2 separate regions of the Mus musculus genome follow, and region 1 is linked to region 2. Evidence: chromatin contacts called from public HiChIP or PLAC-seq data. All regions are on one chromosome and are shown on one strand. Each heading gives the region's core, a stretch centred on a gene start, on an enhancer-like site or on the middle of the called end of the contact. The rest is flanking DNA. Distances are from core to core; before and after follow the strand shown.

Evidence for each region. HiChIP or PLAC-seq counts read pairs in DNA pulled down with a chosen protein or histone mark.
Region 1: a contact with region 2 is called in a BATF HiChIP or PLAC-seq map of CD8 T cells, with 6 read pairs. The contact joins two enhancer-like sites. A contact is called at or near these places in 2 of 115 datasets of contacts at active chromatin or transcription factors (CD8 T cells and fibro-adipogenic progenitors).

Annotation. Positions count from the first base shown.
Region 1 is chr1:64,507,136-64,511,268 of GRCm38.p6, reverse strand. No RefSeq gene overlaps it. Among named protein-coding and RNA genes, the nearest start is that of Gm36148, 7.6 kb to the left of the region's middle. Within about 2 kb of position 2,623, at least 34 of the 459 cell types and tissues checked have an H3K27ac peak or open chromatin away from gene starts, as enhancers often do. A contact at or near this core is called in CD8 T cells, where this site is marked.
Region 2 is chr1:63,992,891-63,996,962 of GRCm38.p6, reverse strand. No RefSeq gene overlaps it. Among named protein-coding and RNA genes, the nearest start is that of Gm13749, 30 kb to the right of the region's middle. RefSeq lists an enhancer at 391-3,669. Within about 2 kb of position 1,787, at least 115 of the 459 cell types and tissues checked have an H3K27ac peak or open chromatin away from gene starts, as enhancers often do. A contact at or near this core is called in CD8 T cells, where this site is marked.

The DNA of each region.
Region 1 (4,133 bases), core at 1,374-3,873, 510 kb before region 2:
AGCTAGAAGGTTCAGTCCACAGTGTCAGAAACATGGTGCAGAGGGCGGCAGGAGAAGAAGGTGGCAGGTAGGATTGCGGTCCCAGTCAGGAAGCAGAGAGAGATGGACAAAGGTGCTCAGCTACCATCTCCTTTTTATTCAGTCTAGGACACTGGCACAGAGAAAGGAACAGCCCACATTTAGGGTAGGTCCTTTCAACTCAGCTAACCTAATTTAGAGAATTCCTCATGTCCATGTCTAGTATTCATTTTAAATCCCATCAATCAAAATTAACCACTAAAGGTATGCCCATTTTTTATTTTTAGAAACAGTGAATTGACACACTTGTTGAGTAAACATGACTCTTACTTGCACTTGGAAACAACCACAACAACAACAACAAAAAGTGTGGAATTTGCTTTATGCAACATTAACTTTAATGAGGTAGTTTGAAACCAAACTTGCAATATCTGATTTTTTTCTATTAAATAACAACTGACATATTTTTTAAAAGTACAAAGATCATAAAGAACATACAAAAGATATCTAAATTTCCTCAAAGGGGAAATGATGGCAGTGACATCAAAGGATTGTTTTGAGGGTGAAATGAAAAGACCCATATCCAATGCACAACACTGACCCTCTGGAGGTGACAGGACATAGTAGGTGGTATGGTTTGAATATGCTTGGCCCTGGAAATGACAGTATTTGGAAGTATGGCCTTGTTGGAGTATGTGTGTCACTGTGGGCATGGGCTCTAAGACCCTCTTGCCTGGAAGCCAGTCTTCTGTTTGCCTTTGGAACAGATGTAGAACTCTCAGCATCTCCTGCACCATGCCTGGTGGGTGCTGCCATGCTCCAGAATTGATGATAATGGACTGAACCTCTGAACCAGTAAGCCAGTCCCAATTAGATGCTGTTCTTATAAGAGTTGCCTTGGTCATGGTGTCTGTTCACAACAGTAAAACCCTGACTAAGGCAGTAGGCATTGCCTTACCTTTGTGTCCAGTTAAATGGATATTTTTGCATCAAGAAAAAGTTAACTGTCTTTTCAACTGTGACATGAGTTCTTGTCACCAAATTATATTTATTGATAAACTTCTAGAGTTTTTTTGCGTAGATTTTTTAACTCATAAACTTTATTTTTGTGCAATATATAAAAAGACAAGTATAGGCAAATCATTTTAAGCAGTTTTGGAAGTTTTTCATGTTCAGAGTCTAATTCTTTTAAATCACTTTTAGCTGCAGAGACTTTGGTTTCTGTCCTTTTTTTTTTTTTTTCCTTGTTGCAATGTTGCTGTTACATCAGGAGTGTTGGAAAGAAGCAATGAACATATCTGAAATGTGCCCCTCTGCTGAACTCAGTTTCTTTCAGTTCACAGACACCCACTCTCCTTGTGCTTGCTCTATCTTACCAGAAAGTGCCAATGGAAGGTTGCCAGGCAACCACATTTGTATTCTTTGCTCGTGTCTTGCTATTTGCATTCTTTAAACATTTTTGAAATTTTAATATAATTACACCATTTTCCCCTTCCCTTTGTGCTCTCCAAGTCCTCCATCTATGTAGCCCTATCTTGCTTACCTTTAAATCCATGGCTTCTTTTTCTTTAATTGATGTTACCTGTGTCTGTGTATATGTACATATATACATATATATGTATGTATGTGTATATGTACATATATACATATATATGTATGTGTATATGTTTATATATATGTGTGTGTATGACCATATATATATATATATATACACACACATATATATATGCCTTATATATATGTACATATATACCATACACACACACACACATATACACATACACACATATAAGGTATATATGTATGTATATATAAGGTATAGGTTATATATATGTTTATACACACACACATATATATAAATATCCTGCTCAGTCTGTATAAATGTTATATTTATGTATATATCTTCGGAGCTGACCTCTCTTTGCATTCTTTTGCCATTATCTTCTGTCCTCATGATAACTCCAGTGTGTAGCCTCTCAGAAAGAAGTCTCTGGCATCATTCTTGGCTCTTCTCTATCACTTACACCCCGTACCCAACCCAGCAAGGTCCAAAAATCCAGAATCTGCCTTCCGTTGTTCATACTATTTTGGCCGGCGGCAGCAGCAGTATCTCTCACCTATAATTACCCCTTAACAGGTTTTTCTCCTTTTGGCTTGGCCACACAGCAATTCTATTCTCAACACAGTGACCGGAATAAATTTCAGAACAGTTAGACCATGGCTCTCCTCTACTTATGCTCCCACTGCCTGCTTCAGGCAGAATAAACGGCAGTCTTGGTCAAGTCCTATAAGGCTCCCGCCTTGCCTCTCCTCCTTCTGCGTTCTCAGACCCTTTGCTCCACACCTCCTGGCCTCTTGGACGTTTCTCAATCATGCAGTGTGTATTTCCGCTAGAGAGTCTTCACTCCAGTTCTTCCTTCTCCCAGCACCTGTAGAATTAACTTCTTCCTAATTTGCTTCCTGTCAGTATGAACAACATCATGGATGACACCAACTTGGGGAGGAAAGGGTTTATTTCCATTTATAGGTTACAGTCATTTAACAAAGGAAGCCAGGGCAAGAACTCAATGCAGGAGCTCTGTGGTTGAAGCAGAAACCGCAGAGGACTCTTCTGACTGAAGCTGTCAATCTCTTGTTCAGCTCCTTCTCTTATATAGCCCAGGTTCACCTGCCTAGGGACAGTGTACTGGCCTCTCCAATAGTAAGTAGTTAAGTAAATACCTTACAGACACAGGCCCAACTGATCTAGGCAATTCTTCAGTTGTGAATCCTAGGAGACTCTAGGTCTCTGTCAAGTTGACAGCTGAAGCTAACTATGATATTGCAGCCTTTGTCAATTTTGACATGCAAACACATAACTTTATAACCTTTCTTTTCTTTTTTGACTACAAGATCTCATATTAATAACACAATATAAAACATAGTCCAGTTTTAAAAGCCCCATAGTCCTTAAAAAGTTCAACACCTTAAAAGCTCAAGGTCTCTAAAAATTCAAAGTCTCGGGCTGGAGAGTTGGCTCAGCAGTTTAAGAGCACTGACTGCTTTTCCAGACATCCTAGTTCAAATCCCAGCAACCGCATGGTGACTCACAACCATCTGTAATGTAATCCAATGCCCTCTTCTGGTGTGTCTGAAGATAGCTACAGCGTACTCATATACATAAAGTAAATAAGTCTTTAAAAAAAATTCAACTCTCAACTAGGTTCCTATAAAATCCAAAATAAGTTACATACATCCTGCAGAAAGGAAGGTTTATTTTTGCTTACAGGTTACAGTCTATGATCAAGGGAACCCAAGAGAGAAACTCAAGGGCAGGGTTTTGAGAGGAGAATCCACGAGGAATGCTGCTTACTGGCTTGCCACCCTTGCTATCTTGTTCAACTATCTTGCTCATATAGCCCATGCCCACCTGCCTAGAGATGGCACACCACAATGGGATGGACCTCCTATATTAGTCAGCAATTAAGAAACTGTCTCATAGACCACATGACCACAGGTCGACCTGATCTAGTCAATTCCTAAGTTGAGGTTCTCTCTTCTTGGGTTACTCTGTTTATGTCAAGTTGACAGCCTAAGGTAACTATGACAACTCCCCCACTTTCTTCTAAAATTTGCTTCAATTTCCAGTCTTACCTGAGACACACTGTACTAATCAGGGTTCTCCAGAGTTACAGAACGTATGGAATGTCTCTATATATTAAAGGAAATTATTAGACTGACTTACAGTCTGCAGTCCAACTAACCCAACAATGGGCAACTGAATGGGAAGTCCAAGAATCCAGTACTTACTCAGTCCCACGAGGGTAGGTGTTTCTACTGGTCTTCTGTCTAAACTGGAATCCTGAAGAAGTAGGTCCCAACAGATGTGCTGGCAAGTAAGTGCAAGCAGGTGAAGAAGAAGGCCTTCCTTTTCCCGTTGTCCTTATGTGGGCCTCCAGAAGAAGGTATGCACCAAATTAGAGGTGTGTGCCACCACATCTAGATTTGGAACTTGCTCTATCTCAGGCTGGCTTTGAACTCAAGAGATCTCCTTGCCTCAGTCTCCTGGGATTTGAGATGTGTACTACCTTGCCTGGGCCTAAGCTTTTCAAGGCTGCTATGCCTCAAGCTCTAGA
Region 2 (4,072 bases), core at 538-3,037:
TTCTGTTTTTCTGCCTTCCTCATCTCTTTCCTCTCTCCTTGCTTCTCATTGTAATACCTATTTAAATGTCCTGATCAGGTGTTTTAACTACATCCCTCTATATCCATGAGAACTCCACACACTAAAGACTACTTTCCCATTTAACTCACATTATTGTTTTGGGGTATTGTCTCTCTCTTCTCACCTCTTCCTCCTTTCTTTTCTCCTGCCCTTTTCCCAGATAGATTTGAACTTCCTTGAAAGTAAGGATATACTGATTTGCCTCACTTTTTTTTCATTAAGTTTCCCCAAATAGCTAATATACCAAGGGGCAGGTGGGAGGGGGTTCATATAATAAATGTTGACTCAAACTGAAATGTTTAGAGCTTAAGTTTGTTGAAGTAAGTTTGCCCACTTGCGGGATGTATTCTTGGTTGCTGTCCTGGTTGTCATATATAGTCAGTGTGTCCCAGGAAGCTGAATTTTAAAAGTACTTTTAGTCTTGGACATTGCCTTCTGTTCTACTGCCTTCGGCATATCAAATCTCGTCCCACGAAGTAGCTGTGAGGGTCCATTAGCAAAGGCAGCCCAGTTACAAGGATTTTTAAAGCAAGGGGTAAGTATGTACAGTCCAGGCAGGCTGGATGGGGCTCAAGCAATCATTAATTCCTCTAAGATGGTTCTGATGAGGCAGCTCATAGTAGCTGTGGACTCTGGGGAAAGTCCCGGTCCTCAGCTTTTGTGGATGGAGAAAGTTTATTTTGTTTGTTTTTGTTTGTTTTGATTTGATTTGATTTCCTCATTCCTCTTTTGGGTTAGGGAAGGAGTGTCTGGGAATCACTGGGGTGGAGGGTGGGGGAGGTGAGTGTAATTCTCAGCCTGCAGGGTCTGAGATCACAGCTCTGGCCAGGCACCCTCCAACCTGCTTAGATGAAGAGGGTTTTCACAGCAGTGGGCGGTGCCATAGATAGCGTGGTTGCTAAGGATGTCATTATCACTCTGATTGCAGGAACCGGTGAGTTAATTGGCATGACCTCATTCAGGCCCTCCGGGGCCTACCTGTTCACAAATTATACAGGAGACAAAAAGTTGATCTTTTTATAGTGTCAGGAGGCAGCACCTGTTAACATTTAACAGAAGGTTTGAGAGAAGCTGGGGTACACAGTATTTATCTACCTGTTATCTTCCTCTCACCCCGAATGGCTTCCTCCTCACTGAATAGTCTTGAGACTTATCTTTCTAAAGCTTCCTTCTTGGTTGTTTCCTTTGTTTCCTGTAGAGGAAGTGAGATTTTTTTCCTGGTGGGAAAATCAGCCATTAAACTGAGGAAGGCTTGAGGAAATGAACTGAAATGTCTTGAAGGAAGAAAAATAGCACTATGAAGATGAAAAGGAACCGGGGATAATGGAGATTGATCGCTCGATCTATCTATGGCCTCAAATAAAACTGATCGGATTTAGCACGTTAGGTTATAGTTAAAAAGCTTCGTTGTTTCGGTTGGGGTAATACAGTTTCAGATTTTCACGGGAAGCCATTTATTTATTTTTGCATTTGTGAGTCATTTAGTCATTCCCTTGTGAGTGAGAATACATTTATTTCCCTGCTCCCTGCTGTTAGGCGTTCTATTAATACCACACTAGTTGAAATAAATGGAGCAGGAGAAACTGTTTGGTGGTGAATTTGTTTTTCAAAAAAATTTTTTTTGAACTGCTATTTTGGTAAGTTGGCTTTCCAACCCCTCCTGTGGTTTAAAGAGTGGTAACTTCTCACCCTTTCGCTTCCCCGACTCATGGTAGTGTGTGTGTGTGTGTGTGTGTGTGTGTTCCCTGCTCCTGTTCCAATATTGACAGCATCAAGGCCGTGGGAAGCCTTACAACCCAAGATGCGCATGCAGGAGAACCAGCCTGTGCTAAAATACCCCACCAAGCAGCAGGACTGTCAGAAATTTCAAACAAACGGACAGTTTTCTGGAGCGCAAGTTCTCATGCCTCTCTTTTGAACTCTGCCCCAAAGGAAACTCCAGCTTAATAACCAGGGGTTGGTTCTCCAGGTTAGAGGGAAGCGGCAAGGGTCGTGTTTCCCAGAGTCCACATGGGAGATTTTCAAATCACAGCGACTGTGCTCAGACACAATGCCCTTTGCTCGCGAGCCATGGCAGCACAGCTGAGCAAGATATAATGTGCTTGTTGTTCTGGACGGCTAATTACCATCAGTAATTGTTTGGGGCACTGAACACAGTGTGGGATAAAGACAGTTTTTTATAATTTTTTTTCAGGGAGGAGGGTCGATTCCACTCTCAGTCTTGAACCACATCAGCCCATTAGGCTGATTTGCCAGGTTGCCTCTGAGGACAGGTTCAGAAAAGCCCGTGGTGGGCCCCAGAAAAGCCCGTGGTGGACCCCAGAAAAGCCCGTTGTGGACCCCAGAAAAGACCGTGAACCACACACTGTTTCTGTCTGGCGAAGGTCAGGCAAACCCTGGAATTACTCACAGGGCTTTCACATCCCTGACTGCTCTGATGAGGATGGGGGAGGGGACAAGAGGGAGTAGTAGAAAGTGTCCATCTCCGGCCAGGGGGAGGGGTAAGGGGCTGGACAAGAGCACTCTGTTCTATTTGCTCCTTTCCCAGAAACCTTGAGAAGTGACAAAGAAAGAAAGAAAAGGCAAGCGAGGGACACATGTTCTCTCTCTCTCTCCCTCGCCTTTCTTCCTCTCTCTCTTCACTGCTTGCAATGGAGAGTCAATAACAGCAAAGATAATTTATGTTTAGGCTTAAACACCAACCCCAGAAGGTAATGTAGGGAGTGAAGGCAGAATGAAGATGATCCTCTGCATATAAGTATTTGGCTTCCTTTAAGGTTTTAAATTATGTACATCCAAGCTTGTATAAAGTGACCTCACCTGAAATTGACAGACAAAGATGCCGAGGCTCAGAAAAACAGTGTGAGTTCTCCAAGATGCAGGGCACACACTCAGGGGTGCTGAGACTAAATCGGAGATCTCCCATCACATGGAAGCTGATGTGTTCCTGAGACCACATGGTGCTTGCTGTACAGATCAGGATAGCATGCTAGGAGAAGGGTTGCAGCCAGGAGCCTGTGTGGCCTCCGGTTGGCCTTTCATCTTGGCTAGGATGGTGAGCTTGCTGATTTCTTTCACTTGTTTTATGAAACCAATAAAGTCAAGTGAGGCAAATGCTTTCCTGGCAAATCTGGGTGTGTTCTAATTGGCTTGTAGACGGACTTCCCGGCATTGCTAGGGAGTAATCCACCCACCCTAACCCCCTGAAGCTTACCTGCGAGGCATAAACAGGAACAGGGGTTAAGGCCTAGCTTACTAAAGGCACTTTCTTGGGGTAGGGGGATGGGGACGTTTTTGCCATTCATTTTCTACCTACATCCTTAAAATTTTCATCAAAGTTCCTAGACCTCTCAGGGCAGGCTCCTTTACAGGTGAGCTGCTCACTCCACTGGGAGGCTGGTTCTAATGTCCCCTTGTCCCAGCCCCTCTCAAGATTGGTTAATGGAATTGAATCAAAGCTCCTGAAACTTCATTCGCAAGGCCACCATGACTGTGCTTTATGCCAGGGACAATGAGGGTAGTATTGACTGGCTACAACTCTCACAAGCAAATGTCACAAAGTAACGTTGGAAGGAGTGTGCTCCGTCTAACGCCAATGTGCTGTAGGAACCAAAATTAACTAAAAAAGGGGGAAGACACAATAGAAGAGTTTTATTTCTTATTGTGCAAGGATTGGTCTTTGACTTAGAGTCAAATCATAGCATGTGCAGGTTTTGAATCTTGACCAATTTATTTAACCTCTTTGCTGCCTTAGCTCTTTCACATTTATAAAGAAAGGATATGATGAATCCTAACTTGAAAATTTATTGTGAGGGCTCCGTCATGTTATTTGTACGGTACACATTTGCAAAGTATGAAATATAATTAGTACTTAGCTAATGTTAGCTGAACAGCCTTCTTTCCCACACTTATGTCTTTTCAGTTGTCTAGCCATATTGTGCATGCAATGGTTAGTATTCATTGTCAACTTGACTAGAATCTGAGTCACCTCACAGAGAGAGATGCTTATGAG